Linked DNA regions of Callithrix jacchus: region 2 is linked to region 1. A link is a contact called in public Hi-C data. All regions are on one chromosome and are shown on one strand. The core of a region is the stretch at or near the end of the contact, and the rest is flanking DNA. Distances in the headings are between cores, read along the strand shown.

Region 1 (7,837 bases), core at 1,751-4,250:
CAGTGAGCCGAGATCCTGCCATTGCACTACAGCCTGGGCGACAGAGCAAGACTCTGTCTCAAAAAAAAAAAAAAAAAAAAAAAAAAAGATTAAAATGTCAAATGAAGCTGACTAGGCTGGGCATGGTGGCTCTTGCCTGTAATCCCAGCACTTTGGGAGACATAGGTGGGAGGATCACCTGAGCTCAGGAGTTCGAGACCCACCTGGGCAGCATAGTGAGACCCCATCACTAAAAAATTAAAGTATAATCCAGGAGTGGTGGTGCACACATGTAGTCCCAGCTCCTTGGGAGGCTGAGGTGAGAGGACTGCTTGAGCTCAGGAGGCTGAGGATGCAGTGAGCCATGATCAGACCACCGCACTCCAGCCTGGGTGGCAGAGAGAGACCCTGTCTCAAAAAAACTAAAAAAGAAAATAACTTACTCAAACGGTTACTATCAAATACATTAACTTCTCCATTCACCCTTTACATTGGTTATACTTTATTATTATTTTTGAGCCAGAGTCTTGCTGTTACCCAGGCTGGAGTGCAGTGGCGCGATCTTGGCTCACGGCAACCCCTGCCTCCTGGGTTCAAGCAATTCTTTTCGCCTCAGCCTCCTGAGTAGCTGGGACCACAGGCATGCACCACCACATTCTGCTCATTTTTATATTTTTAGTAGAGACAGGGTTTCAACATATTGGCCAGGCTGGTTTTAAACTCCTGACCTCAAGTGATCTACCCATGTTGGCCTCCCAAAATGCAGGGATTACAGGGGTGAGCCGCTGTACCTGGCCTGGTTATATTTTTATTTATTTACTTATTATTATTTTGAGAGGGAGTTTTGCTCTTGTTGCCCAAGCTGGAGTGCAATGGTGTGATCCCGGCTCACTGCAACCACCGGCCCCTGGGTTCAAGCAATTCTCCTGTCTCAGCCTGCCCAGTAGCTGGGATTACAGGTGCCTGTCACCACCATGCCTGGCTAATCTTTTGTATTTTTAGTAGAGATGGGGTTTCACCATGTTGGCCAGGCTGGTCTCGAACTCCTGACCTCAGGTGATCCACCTGCCTTGGCCTGCCAAAGTGCTGGAATTACAGGCATGAGCCACGGCGCCCGGCCACTTACTTATGTTTATTTTTTGAGACAGAATCTTGCTCTGTTCACCCAGGGTGGAGTGCAGTGGTGCGATCTTGGCTCACTGCAACTTCCGCCTCCAGGGTTCAGGTGATTCTCCTGTTTCAGCCTGCTCAGTAGCTGGGATTAGATACCCACCACCACGCCTGGCTAATCTTTTGTGTTTTTAGTAGAGTAGTAGAGACTGGGTTTCACCATGTTGGCCAGGCTGGTCTCAAACTCTTGACTTCAGGTGGTCCACCCATCTTGGCCTCCAAAGTGCAGGGATTATAGGTGTGAGCCACAGCACCCAGCCTGGTTATACTTTTAAATGGAAACCTGGCTTTACTATTACAGGAAAGAGATATGCTTAAAATGTTAAATTAAAGGCAAAGAAATTATGTGGCCAGCCAAGTAGAAAAACTATGTCTTCAGAGAAGCAGGAGGGAGAATTACATGTAACGTCTATTGAAAACCCATTTATCAACTTTTTAAAAGATATTTTAAAAATTCACACCTGAAGAACAGATTCCTTTGGAGGATTTTTGAAAACCAAACCAAACCAAACCAAACCATCCAGATTCCTCCAGCTTTCCGGCCATCTCTACTTGTATTCCATTTTATCCAGCATTGCCATTTTATAACTAGGGATTTTAACAGGTTTGATGCACTAAGTTAGAGCTAGAAAAAGCTGCTTCCAATTTGATAGCTTCCGTGGTGAGAAAATAAAGGTACAGTGATTAGGAGCATTCTTTTCTCTTTTTCTGCTGACAGAGTCTCGCTCAGTTGCCCTAGCTGGAGTGCAGTGTGCTATCTGGGCTCACTGCAACCTCCGCCTCCCAGGTTCAAACAATTTTCCCACCTCAGCCTTCCAAGTAGCTGGAATTACAGACGCACACCACCACACTCCGCTAATTTCTGTTTTTTTTTTGATACGGAGTTTACCTCGTTGCCCAGGCTGGAGCGCAGTGGCGCAATCGGCTCAGTGCAATCTCCACGTTTTGGGTTCAAGCGATTCTCCTGCCTCAGCCTCCTGAGTACCTGGGATTACAGGTGCGCCACCATGCCCAGCCAATTTCCGTATGATTATTATTTTTTCCAGCAGAGACAGGGTTTCACCATGTTGGCCAGGATGGTCTCGATCTCTTGATCTTGTGATCCGCCCACCTCAGCCTCCCAAAGTGCTGGGATAACGGGTGTGAGCCGCCGCACCCGGCCCTGATTTTTGTATTTTTAGTAGTGATGGGGTTTCGCCAAGTTGGCTAGGCTGGTCTCCAACTCCTGGGCTCGACTCATCCACCTATCTTGGTCTGAAGTAACCCGAATTACAAGCGTGAGCCACAGTGCCTAGCCAGGTGTACTCTTTCAATAGTCATTTCAGGCATTTCCAAAACAGTTGCACACTGAGAAGATAAAGGAATATAAAAGTACCCACAATGAAAAAACAAGTACGCGACCAGTAGCCGCAAGCCACACCGGGGCGGGCCTGGCTGGCGCTCTCACCCGACAGGGTATGCACTAGCCGGAAGTCGGAAGCCACACTAGGGCGGGAATGGCTAGCGCCCTCACCTGACAGAGCCCGTACTGGCCGGATGCCGGAAGCCACACTGGGGCGGGCCTGGCTGGCGCCCTCACCTGACAAGAGCCCATACTGGCCGGAAGCCGGAAGCCACACTGGGGCGGTCCTGGCTGGCGCCCTCACCTGACAGAGCACGTACGATCTGTTCCTTCTTCCACTCCCAGGGCTGCTCGTACTCGGCTGCGGGCCGCTCGTCATTCTCGGGCAGCCGGCTGTCTGGGGGCCGCGCCTTCCCCTCTGCCCTGGGGCCCCCTTCTGCAGGCTCGTAGGGAGTGTCGTACAGCTGTGGCGGCTTCCCCAGCAGGTCCTTGGAACTCCGTCTTTTGGCCAAGGTCTCTGACTTCAGGCTGCCCTCCGCGGGTTCACAGGGATTGTCAAGCAGCTGGAGAGCCTTCACCAAGGGATCCTTGGAACCCCGTCGTCTAATTTCTGAAAAATACACGCAATACACAATGCCTTCAAAGAAAGGTGCTATAAACCTGGTCATTAACCCAGTTACCTCAGCACCCCTGGCTGGCCGGCTGAAGGTGGCAGGTAACTCCAAGATTGTTCTCTGATGGGCTGACTGCTTCTGAGCTGTGCTACAAAAGCAGAACGAAGGTGCCTACAGCTTCTTCCCTCCAGCTGCCTGAATCAGATAATGGGATCCACATTTAAGGTGGGAGATTACATCTGAAGACAAGCACACCTCCAGGATGCCACTTGCAGTTTCTAAGTAGTGGCCTCAGGGTAACCTGCTTCACTTCCGGGTTCTGGTGCCTGCTGGAGTATAGCTCACCTTCAGCGTTTTTCCATTTTGTCAGGAGGCCTAGATAAACTAATTGTAATAAAATCGACTGCAAGTCAAAAATACATTTAATACATCTAACCTACTGAGTATCAGTTAAGCCTAGCCTACCTTAAATGAACAAATTAGCCCACAGCTGGACACAATCTGACGATGCCCATTTTGTAATACAGTTTTGAATATCTTGTAATCTATTGATGACTGCAAATAAAAACCAGAATGGCTCTATGGGACTCAAAGCACAATTTCTACTGAAAGCATATCACTTTTGCATCACTGTAAAGGTTGCCTAACCATGGTAAGTCAGGGACTGTCTGGATAGTCAAAGCATTGCTGCATATACACTGAGGGAAATCATTTATGTGCATTAGTCAGAGTTCTTGACTCCTATGCACTTTCAATATATTGAAGGAAGCCAGACACATTCATAAATAATATGTATTGGGCTAATAATTCCAGAATAAATCAAAGTAAAAGAGGCGTTATAGGGAAAACCAGTAATAACAACAGCTAACATTTATTGATGGCTTACCATGTATGAAACGCTATTCTAAGTGTCTAGTAACTTTCACAATCACTCTGATTATGGGATACCATCACTTCCCCATTATTACAGAAGAGAAAACTGAAGCGCATAGAGTTTAAGGAAATTGTATAGACCAGTAAGTGCCAAAGCCTGGATTCAGCAGCAGGAAATTGGGCTCTAGAAGCCATACTTTTAGCCACTACACTTGGATTGACTCCAAGTGGAAGAGAAATGGAAGATGAGTTGACTTTGATAGAAAAGGCCATTTCCAGTGGAGGAAGCTGCATGAGTAAAGATATAGAGGTGGGAATGATAGAAGGCTTGTTCCCATAATGGGGAGCTGAGAGATGGGTCTAAAAGGCCAGAAGGCCACACACAACAGAGGCAGTGGTTAGTGGGAGAAATGGCTGGAAGCACAGGCAAGCCAGGCGCCCATTTTAAAAGCAAGGACAAAAAGTTTAGATAGTCTGTATGTAATACAAAATGATTATAAGGTTTTTTTTTGTTTTTTAGCAGAGAATAACCATTATATTTGTGTTTCACTGAAAGATAACTCTAACCATGGTGTACAGGATGGAGTAAATCAGAAAGGTATGGTCTGAAATGGTGCATAAAAATAGATGGAAAAAAACAGATGCAAACCAACCAACCGCCAGCCAGCTAACCAGCCAGTCAGCCACAGTGAGAAGGAACGAGCAGTACAGGGTGGAGAGCAGCCTGGGGTCAAGGGGCCTTGTTAGGTAGAATTAGAGATGGCTGGAGTCTGGACAACCAGAGCTGGTGATATATACAGTCTATATTATAGACCAACAGAAGCATCATGTTGTGGCTCTTCTGAATGCCCATCAGGAAGCCTTCAAACCATCCTCTACCTGATCATAGGCAAGAAGGAACTTTCTATATGCAGACATCTCATCACATAACACCTCATAAGCTCCCGACTGTCTTAAGAGGTGCTGAACACTCAGAATGGCACAGGAGGCTTATATGAGCAGGTCACTGTCTCTCTCCCCAATTTTTCAACACTACCCTGTCCCGTCTCTCCATAATCCAACTCTTTGCTCTGACCAAGTGGAACTTCTGTAGTTCCCTGCATACTACACTGTCTTGAGCCCACCAGTGTCCTGGTGATCTTGGCATCCTTTACAATCTAACTCAGTATCTTCTCCTCTCTGGAGAAGCCTTTCCTGCCCACCACCTTCTCTGATGCCCCACAGAGTTGATCAGGTGCCATGGCTGGACCAACACACTCTCACCCTGCTCTTCTCCCACTGCATCCATTTATATGTCAATACATCAGTATTTTCAATGTGGTGGAGTCTGCCAGGGCAGGGACCACCATATCTTACCATTGTAGGACACATCATTGTGCTAAAGAATGATTGGATGGATGGATGGATGGATGGGAGGAGAGAGGGAGGGGAGGGAGCTCTAGAATGTCTCCAGGCAGGTGACTGTGTGAATCTGGAGGTATACGTTAAGGGGGTACAGATGGATCATTGTGAATACTGTGAAAATGAAAGCAATCACAAGAGAAAAGGAGGGCAGATTGAAAAGGAAAGAGGATCAAAGGCAGAATCTGGGACTCCTTCAGGGTGGCTGGAGGGAGGGGTGCCAGCAAAGAAGGTTGAGGGGTCAGGTGAGGAGGAAGAGGCTCAGAGGACTGCAGGGCCACGGACACAAAGGATGGAAAGACTATCTGTAACTTCTAAACAGGCGTAGGGATGCTCCATGGAGACACATCACTGACTCATTAAGACCCCTATAACAAAAAGAGGGCGATGTTATTAAAATCAGGACACCAAGTTCAAAAGTGCAAAACTTAGGTATAGGCTGAGGTTACAGTTCTGCTGACTAGGGGCTGTCAGCAGCGGTCTCAAATTCTGCACAGGGACAGCTCATTGAAATCACTCGGGGGCTTTAACACATACTGCTTTAGCCACCAGAGGTTTGGACTAGGTTGGTCTGGGGCGCAGTGTGGAAATTAAGAGTGTAAAAATCCCCCAGGTGATTCTAAAGAGCAGCTAAACCTGAGAACCACTTCCACTCCTCCTGGGTGCCCACAGTCCCCATCTTGGTTCCTCTTGCCCTCCGGGGCCTCCCAAGGAGAAAGGTGCCTGTGTCTACAACTTCCATATCAGAATATAAGAGTTGGATGAACTGTCCCTGGCCCTCACCCCCAGGCCAGGCATCTGGGGTTGTCTGAGGTCAGAGCTGCTTCGTCTCCTGAGTCCCTGGATTCTCAATCCTACAGCTTTTCTTCTTCATTGCTTACTCCAGACACAGCTATGGAAAACAAGAAACAAAAAATATACTGTTCTTGGTTCAATTAAGACAAAGCTGGATTTCTTTTTTCTTTTTTTTTTGAGTCTGCCTCTGTCACCAGGCTGCAGTGCAGTGGCGCAATCTCAGCTCACTGCAACTTCTGTCTCCTGGGTTCAAGCGATTCTCCTGCCTCAGCCTCCCGAGTATCTGGGACTACAGGCGTGCACCACCATGCCCAGCTATTTTTTATATTTTTAGTAGAGACAGGGTTTCACCACATTGGCCAAGATGGTCTCGATGTCCTGCCTGCCTTGAACTCCCGAAGTGCTGGGACTACAGGCCTGAGCCACCATGCCTGGCTTGCCTTTTTTTTTTTTAGGCGAAGTCTTGCTTTGTCGCTCAGGCTGGAGTGCAGTGGCACTATCTTGGCTCATTACAACTTCTGTCTCCTGGGTTCAAGCGATTCTCCTGCCTCAGCCTCCCGAGTATCTGGGACTACAGGCGTGCACCACCATGCCCAGCTATTTTTTATATTTTTAGTAGAGACAGGGTTTCACCACATTGGCCAAGATGGTCTCGATGTCCTGCCTGCCTTGAACTCCCGAAGTGCTGGGACTACAGGCCTGAGCCACCATGCCTGGCTTGCCTTTTTTTTTTTTAGGCGAAGTCTTGCTTTGTCGCTCAGGCTGGAGTGCAGTGGCACTATCTTGGCTCATTACAACCTCTGTCTACTGGGTTCAAGTGAGTCTCTCCTGCCTCAGCCTCCTAAGTAGTTGGGACTACAGGCGCCCGCCACCATGCAAGGCTGGAATTTTTTAAAGAGAACTTTTCTAAAAGAACTAAGAAAAAGGAAGCAGAAACACAAAGGAGTTCAAAGGATGAATATAGAATAGAATTTTTAGGTTTCTAATCATAGCTTACACTCAATTGAGACATCTGGCACAGGCTGGGGAAACCCTTTCCCAAGGTCCTTGCTGCAATTTTGCCCCAGCTGAACAAAAAGGAAAAAGAGGTGATTCCAACCTTAAGATAGAAGGAGCCCTGCTCACAAGGATATTTCAATACATTTGGACTAAAATGATGTACAAGGCGGACGGGCAGTGTTCCTACTGGGCCCTCCAGCCCACCTCCCCTAAAATAAAATGATGTACAGTGATTAGAATCTTGAGTTCTTATTACACATATGTTTGAGTTTTTACTTTTGCAATGAGGTCCTTCTGTTTAGACAGTCCCCTCACATTTAAGAGTTCTGGGAGAAACCCAAAACATGGAGTTGAGAATGCTTTTTTGCAGGGTCCTGGGATTAGGCAAAATCTGCAAACTGCCACCATTTTTTGAGACAACGTTTAATTAGGGGAAGAAAGGGCTTGAGTACAGGCCTTCCCTCCCCACCCCCACCTCTTGAAGGGGAGTAACCTTCCAGTCCATTCCAACACCTGGCTGCCCCCAAACCTGAGGCGCCATAGAAACAGAAACAATCGTGAGGCTGCAAGCCGACCCTTCCTGCAGGGAGAATAGCCCCTGACGTGCAGAGCGGGCTCCGAGAGGAAACGAGCCTGAGAAGGAGGAAATGGCAAGAGGAAGCTA
Region 2 (7,837 bases), core at 3,063-5,562, 74 kb after region 1:
GCTTAATCTCAAGATAACCATATGTATTAGATATTATAATCCTACTTTATAGATAATAAAACTAGGTAAGTGAGATTACATAAAATTCTTCAGTTAGGATAGCTGGGATGCAAACATAGGTTTGTTGGGACTCCAAAGCCATTTAAAATTAACTTGTCAAGTATTTGGTTTTAAATTGCTTTGCACCTGTCTTCAGTGGCTGGATATGGGTGCCCTGTCTCCTCTACTACACTGGCTGTTCCTCCAGGTCAGTCAATCTGTCTTTATTCCTTTGATATTTTTCTCTCTCCATTTCTGGACTGGAGTTCTGGATAATGGGTGATCAACGGTGCTGACTGAAAGAGCTTCCAGCCCATGCCACCTCAGGAGGCAAGCCTACCTCAGGCATCTCCTCGTCTTCATCTTCTGAAGACACGTCTTCCTGTGTGCACTGCAGCGGGAAGGGGAAAGATGGAGATCAGAGCCCCAGTGGCTTGCTAGAATGCAGCCTCCAACCTACTCCCCTGAGCCCCCAGGTCTGGAAGCTGTGCACCTCCCTGTAATGCTGCCAGTCCCTCCACCAGTCAGATCTGAGTGGAAGCAACAGCCCAGGGAATGGCTTTGCTACCAGCCCATTATTTTTCACCTATCACTGCCAAAGAATAAAAGAAAAGCAAAATGGCTATCTCTGTCACCCACCTCATAAATCTCAGTTTAATTTTCCTAAGAACCCCTCCTTTACTTGATCTTCTTTAGACTGATACTGCATTTGTGGTTCTCACCAAGGAGCCTAGGTCCCCAGTGGCCACCAACTGCTACTGCTAAAATAATAGTAAAAATTCCCCTCTCCCTTTCAACATTTGGGATGCTGCCCATGAGAGTGAGTTTTCATATGAGAGAGAAAGCTACTAGTGCCCCACTTAGCAAGAGAAGATTCCCATCTGGAGAAGAGCGAGGGTGAGAGTCACAAGACATGTATGTGTTCGGAAGCCGGTGGGCATGGAGAGAAACTACTGCAGATTTGTCTCAATTATTTACTGAGTACTCTCTGTGGGGCAACTCTGCACAACAGGGCCCACCCTCAGCTGCTCACCTGCTCTGCTGGCAAGGGTTGATCCAGCATCTCCACATCTGGATGCTGAGGGAGGTTATAGAGTTTACACAGGTCGGAGATGATCCTCTTCAGATGCTGTAATAGCTACAGGTAGGGAACACAGAGACATCAAATACTCCCTTCCCCACTCCAATCTGGACAAGTGCATGGACGAGCTCTTAGCTTGGGCCCCAAACCAATACCTAGTTCTCTAAGCCTTATGGGCCATGTGGCTATGGGAATGAGTCTCCTGATGGACCAATCCCAGGGCTGGTGCAGGGTCTCCCTCTGGCTTCAGTAAGCAACTCCCCTGGGAGGTCAGCCCCTAAATGTTTAGCTGCCTGTACCGTCCACTTTTCAGGATCCCTTTCATAGGACGCCTTTGTGACATGAGCCTCACAGTAATAAAATGCACCCCTACCCTGTGGCCCCCTCACCAGAGTATTCCCTTTCTTTATATCCACCAGCCTCTCCAAGACAGCAGCCAAGTTAGGGTCATCCGACTCCACTGACCAGATGGGGGGCACAGCAGGGTATGACTCCTGAGGGGAAAAGAGCAACAAAAGCAATCAAAATGGGTGACTTGGGGAAAAAGCCAGATTTTGCCTGCCCTCTTCCCCCCAAGACTTCTAGCCCCTTTGCTTCCCACCCCACCCCCAAAAACACATAAATCCCCAATTCAGGTCAGCATCTAACCAAGCACTTTCACAACAAATCCTAAACTGGAAAACAAAACCAGTCTTTGGGAGGACTCTTTCCAAGAAGCAGGCTGGGACCTTTTCTTTCTTTCCTCAAGAGTACAAACCAGAAAACCCGGCACAGCCAAACTTAGCTAACAGCGAGGGGGAACTTCTGATCTCCTGCACTGCCTATACAAGTTCCAGACTTCAGGTTCTCCCTGTACCCAGAACAGAGTCCTCCAAGCTCGCTTTTCAAACTCCAGAATCAGTTGAGGAAGGGATCACCTCATCACAATCACACTGAAGTGAAAAAAGCAGAGTTCAGTAGGGAAAGAAGTATAAAAGCTCGACTGTATCTCTAGAACCCAAGAGTAAAAGGGTACTGGCAAGAATCTCTCCACACCACTCCCAGAAGAACCCCTCAAAGATCAATTCTCCCCACCTCTCCCTTGGGAACCTGCCACCCTCTCAGTCCAGGCGTGGGCTGTAGGGCTCCACATGGCAGCCTGGGAGAAAGAAGCCTACGCTGCTGACATTCCCAGCATTCCTGAGCCACGGTGCCAAATGCAGCCTGACCAGACTCCCCCTCTGCCCAAACCAAGGGGGCTAGTTTAGGCCAAGTCTCCTTTATAGGGACCAAGGGGCATCTGGCTGAGGACCCCCTAAATTTAACTTCCTGCCAGAGACAAAGGCAGTAAATGGCCTCAGGCAACAGAAAGCAGCTGGATGGGGGGCAAACCTACCCTTAAGGAATTAGAAGCTTAATTCAAGAACAAAATTAACTCTTGAGGTTCCTTATCCACCTCTACTGGGTATCTCAGCACTGCCATGGCTCTAATCCTCAATGCTGGAGGAAAAATAATTATCAAAGATGCCCAAGTCTTCACTTGACTAAGCCACTCCTAGCCCTTCAATTCTAACTTTTTAGCAGGAAAGACGAAAGGAAATGAGAGAAATGGTTTGAGTGGGGTATGAAATGGTATGAGTTTTGGTGGGGCACCAATCAATCCAAACTGAGGCTTACCTCACCAAACCTTGACCCGGTTTGATTGAGAAAAGGGACAGAAAACACCATGTCAGTTGAATTTAGGCCCCCAAGTACCAGAGAATTCACAACTCTGCCTTTCCTCAGGCTACTCGGATTCGGTCTGCCTGCTTGGATAAAGTACTGTCTGCTAGCATTTCAGCTACTGCTCCGGGTAGAGAGAATACCATCACAGCAGGTAACATCAACCAATGTAAGTGCTATACCATGCAATACCAGACATTCCCAAATTAGCAGAAGCCAGTTCTCCATTCAAGGGATGTCTGAGGGTAGACCAGGCAGGAGACAAGTAAGGTGTATGCCTAAGATGGAATAACCCTCACAGGGGAGAAATGCAACTGTTACTGCTCAGAAAAAATGAGGGTGGCCCTGGCACATCACATCACTATCATTACCAGGAAAGGCAACAACCCACGGCAACTGGACATCCACAGGGAACAGGGAGGGGAGTGGCACAACTGCTACCAACCGAGGCAAAAAGAGCAGAGTTAGAGGTTACACCAGAAAGAGGGAATCCAGAGAAAGAGGAGGAGTCAGTGAGCTGCAAACTATGACTTGGTGAAGTTCAGAGAGCAAGAGGGGCTCCATGAGGGATGCCTAGGCGAGGATCCCACAGGTGGCAACGTCCTAAGTCAGAGGTAATACTGAGAAGGGGGCATCACCGAAATGTGCAGAGAGTTCCAGGCCAGGGCTTTCCAGCTGGGGTCAGTGCCGAGGCCTAAAACCTTGAAATAGGAGTAAGGGGAAGAAAGGCGCATTCCTAGGTGGCAAGTTAAAGTTGTGGAAGAGTAGCCAAAAAAGCCAAAATAATGAACCTTGGGATGTGGGTGGGTTCGTGGAAATGGGTAGTCTAGGCGCCATATGTCGGGGTGTCCCTCGCTATCGGGGTCAATGGTAGAGATTCTGGGGGCACCGCAGAACCTCAAGCAGCAGAAACAAGTGTAACCTGGAGAGAAAGAGCTGAGCCCTGAGAGGGGCTTCGGCCTCCCAGGTCCTTCGAGAGCAAAAAGCTGGATGTAGTGATCCTGGGTCCCTGACAAGAGGCCCCCACAGAAGCGCAAGCGAGAGAGTCCTCACCGTGATGTTGCAGTGGATGCGGACAGGATCCCCAGGCACCGATCCCCGTTGGGGTAGATGCGGTCCGGGCGCGGCCCCCGCCCCGGCCCCTCCGGCCCCAGCCAGCAGGAACTCGCAGCTCAGCTCGTCCAGGCAAGCGCTGGCAATGCGGAAGCGCTCGTGGCCGCGGTGGAAGATGGACTCGAGCAGCTTCAGCTCTCGCCTCAGGCAGGGCCCCGGCCCCGGGCCCCCCCCCGGGCCGCCCCCGGCCCCCGGCGCCGCCCCCTGGCCCCCCAGCTGCTGCCCCGGCCCCGGCTGCTGCTGCCCCTGCGGCTGCGGCTGCTGCATCCTCCGCTCCGCTCCGCTCCGGGGCCGGCGGGCCGGGAGCCTCCGGCCTCCGCTCCGGGCTCCGCCGCCGCCGCCGCCGCCGCGGTCCGCACTTCCTGATCCCCCCTTCGCCAAGATGGCGCCGCCGCCACCTCCGGGACAGGCCCCCCCGCTCCGCTCACTGGCCCCCTCCAGCCGCCGGAAGCCGCGCGCCCCTCCTCCTCCTCCACCTCCTCCTCCTCCTCCTCGGCGGCCCCGCCTCCGTCCCCCTCACGTGACTTCCCTGCTCTGGCCTCCTCCACGTGATCTCTCCGTCTTTCCCGCCCCCCTGTTCTCGCCTGCCACCCTCCACATGTGACCCGGGGCTTGGGGCTTGCCTCTATGTGAGCGCCTCAGTGCGTGTTTGCGTACGTCGTGCGTGCTTGCGCGCGACGCCCCTTCGTCGGCGCTCCCCTCTCACGTGACCTAGCGCCGCGTGCTCCCAGGGGCTACCCGCGCAGGACGCTGTTTCCTGCGCCGGGCCCCGCTTCCCCCGCCCCCGAGCCGTGGCGAGTGTGCCCGGCACTCCATAGTCAGAGAAGAAAGAAGTGCAGTCTCCGCCGTGCAATCTTTATCCTGCGCTCCCGATGCTGGTCTACGGCGCAGGATCCCGGAGCCTGTGCTCCCCGTGGGGGTGGGCATACTGTATCTTCACCCTGAATGAGGGGCGTGTGGTCGGGGAAGGAGCCCGGGACCAGGATGCAAGAGGCGTAGATTCTCGTCTGAGCCCTGGCTCTGATGGCGTTTTGTGACCTTGGGTTAATCACTTTTCCGCCCAGTCTCAGTTTCCTCATCGTACAATGGCTCTCATGAGGACGATGCCTGTTTTTTCCTATTTCCAGGGAGGGATTCGATGAGAGGAGACCATGAAATGAGGAATAATAATGGATCACTGCTTTATTATGTATAAGCGGTAGTCAGTAGCTGGCCTTTGGCGCTTTTTAGACCCCATGAGTCTGGACGAGGCTGGGGGTTGGACAGCATGGACTTCCCCTACAGAGTCATGGAAGGAGTGCGGACTCGGGTAGACCCCATGCCCTGTCCTAGGCCTAAATGGCTAACACCTTGTCGCAGTGGTCCTGGCAGCTGCCGGGAATAGGTAGTGCCTCCAGACTCTCGGTAGGTGGCACTATCACAAAGGACAAAGCTGGCTGAAGCTACAGAAATCCCGAGCTGGCATTCCTTTGCCAAGGGCAGGTGTCATTAGCCTGTGGTAAGGCCTGCTCAGTTCTGCTCGGCCAACTCAGCCCTTAAACCACTGGCCAGATTGCCCCCTTTCTATCCCACTTGGACTAAAATGAGCTAGCCTTTGCTGGAAGGCTATTCACTTGTCTTTGCAGAAGCCTCCGTTGGCCAAGTTGGGGTATGGATAAAGATGATTACAGTCTGTTCCTGGTCCTATTTATCTCGTTTGGGTGGCCTGAACAGTTTGCTACATGTTGACTTTGTATATACAAGCTGATAGCATAAAAGTCTGTGGTAGGACTTCTGGTTTATTGTTTCCTGAGCCAGGGTGTTTGCAAATATTTAAAAATATATATATAAGACAGGGTCTTGCTTTCTCGTCCAGCCTGAAGTGCAGAGGTACAGGCTCAGTTCACTGCAGCCTCGACCTCCTGGGTTTAAGCTGTCCTCCCACCTCAGCCTCTCAAATAACTGGGACTACAGCTGCACACCACCATGGCCAGCTAATTTTTGTATTTTTTTGTAGAAAGGGGTCTTGCTATGTTGCCCAGGCTGGTCTCAAACTCATGGGCTCAAGTGATCCACCCATCTCAGCCTCCCAAAGTACTGGGATTATACATACGAGCCATTGTGCCCAGGTGCAAGTTTTGTTTTTTGTTTTTTTTTTTTTTGAGACGGAATCTCGCACTCCACGCCAAGCTGGAGTGCAGTGGTGTGATCTTGGCTCACTGCAACCTCCGACCGCCTGGTTCAAGGGATTCTCCTGCCTCAGCCTCCCAAGTAGCTGGGATTACAGGTACGCACCACCACGCCCAGCGAATTTTTATATTTTTAGTAGAGACAGTGTTTCACCATGTTGGCCAGGATGGTCTCGATTTCCTGACCTCATGATCCACTTGCCTCAGCCTCCCAAAGTGTTGGGATTACAGGCATGAGCCACCGTGCCCGTCCAGTGCATGTATTTTTAAATCTCCCAACAGCATGGCAATATAAGTGTTTTTACCTGTTTACAGGTGGGGAAAAAGAGTGACTCTGCAAAGATATCCAGTCCGTAAGCAGAGTTCCTAGGTCTGTCTCCAGAGTCTATGCCCTTGTACCCCACTTGCCTTTTTAGTGCTTTGAACCCCAGTTCTGCCAACTATTAATGATGTAACTGTGGGCGAATTGCTTCGCTTGTTTGTGCCTCGGTTTCCACACCTGTAAAATGGAGATCATAATAGTACCTACTGTTAGGAAAATTATGTGAGAACACAACACACCTAAAGTGCGTAAATTAGTGCACATGAGAAGAGCACAAAAGGTTTTTTAAAAATCGGGCTCAGCATGGCTTGTATCTAGTGAAAGGGCAGAGGGTAGGAAATGAGTCCAGGGCTAGATTATGGAGATCACAGTACATTATTTGGGTTTTATTCAAAGCACAGTGGGAAACCCCTGGAGGATTTTAAGCAGGAAGTGGCATGAGCTGGGTTAAAAATTTAAAAGATCACTCTGGCTGTTCTGTGGAAAATGGATTGTAGGGATTTTAATTTTTCTGCAAAGGTCATTTGTTACAGGTGCCCATGTTTGGAGTAGAGTGAGCAACCTTCTCCTTTGACTTGCTCCCTGAGCATCAATTTCTGTCATTGGCTCAACAAATAGTGTCCTGAGCACTTGATCTTTGCAGGAATTGTAGAGGGCACTGGGGATGCAGAGATGAAGAAGATAATGGCCCCAGCCAGGTGCAGGGGCCAGGCCCAGGGAGGCCGAGGCAGGCAGATCATGAGGTCAGGAGTTTGAGACCAGCCTGGCCAGCATGGTGAAACCCTGTGTCTACTAAAAATAACAAAAATTAGCTGAGTATGGTGGCACACACCTGTAGTCGGAGGCTGGGGCAGGAGAATTGCTTGAACCTGGGAGGCAGAGGTTGCAGTGAGCCGAGATGGCACCACTGCACTCGAGTCTGAGCAACAGAGCAAGATTATGTCTCAAAAAAGAAGAAGAAGAAGAAGAAGAAGAAGAAGAAGAAGAAGAAGAAGAAGATAATGGCCCCTGTGGGAAGCTTTGGCATGATTTGTGGTACAGAGGAGAGGCTCCTTATAGGATAGCTCCTACTCATTACTTTTGTTGTATTCTTGCTCCACCCCTTACGGCCGAGGTGGGCAGATCACTTGAGGTCAGGAGTTTGAGACCAGCCTGGCCAATGTGGTGAAACTCCATCTCTACTAAAAATACAAAAATTAGCCGGGCATGGTGGCAGGTGCCTGTAGTCCCAGTTACCCAGGAGCCTGAGACTTGAGAATCACTTGAACCCAGGAGGCAGAGGTTGCAGCGAGCCAAGATGGCACCACTGCACTCCAGCCTGGGTGATAGTGTGAGACTCTGACTCAAAAAAGGAAAGGGACAAGAAGGGAAAGAGTTGTAGAGGTGTTGGTCATTGGTGCTGTTGCCCTAGAC

Evidence for each region. Hi-C and Micro-C count contacts between places; a contact is called where the count stands out from the background.
Region 2: a Hi-C map of skeletal muscle shows a contact between it and region 1, with 5 times the contacts expected there. The contact joins the promoter of UBE2Q1 here to the enhancer-like site in region 1. A contact is called at or near these places in 3 of 3 Hi-C or Micro-C datasets (induced pluripotent stem cells and skeletal muscle).

Annotation. Positions count from the first base shown.
Region 1 is chr18:14,892,106-14,899,942 of calJac240_pri, forward strand. It overlaps SHE (Src homology 2 domain containing E), which reads right to left. Exons shown (of 6, transcript XM_008984481.5): 3 at 2,796-3,101. Among named protein-coding and RNA genes, the nearest start is that of SHE, 12 kb to the right of the region's middle. Within about 2 kb of position 3,001, at least 12 of the 16 cell types and tissues checked have an H3K27ac peak or open chromatin away from gene starts, as enhancers often do. A contact at or near this core is called in skeletal muscle, where this site is marked.
Region 2 is chr18:14,964,438-14,972,274 of calJac240_pri, forward strand. UBE2Q1 (ubiquitin conjugating enzyme E2 Q1) reads right to left here and starts at 4,313. Exons shown (of 13, transcript XM_017966311.4): 1 at 3,875-4,313; 2 at 1,510-1,614; 3 at 1,073-1,177; 4 at 380-430. The coding sequence starts at 4,201.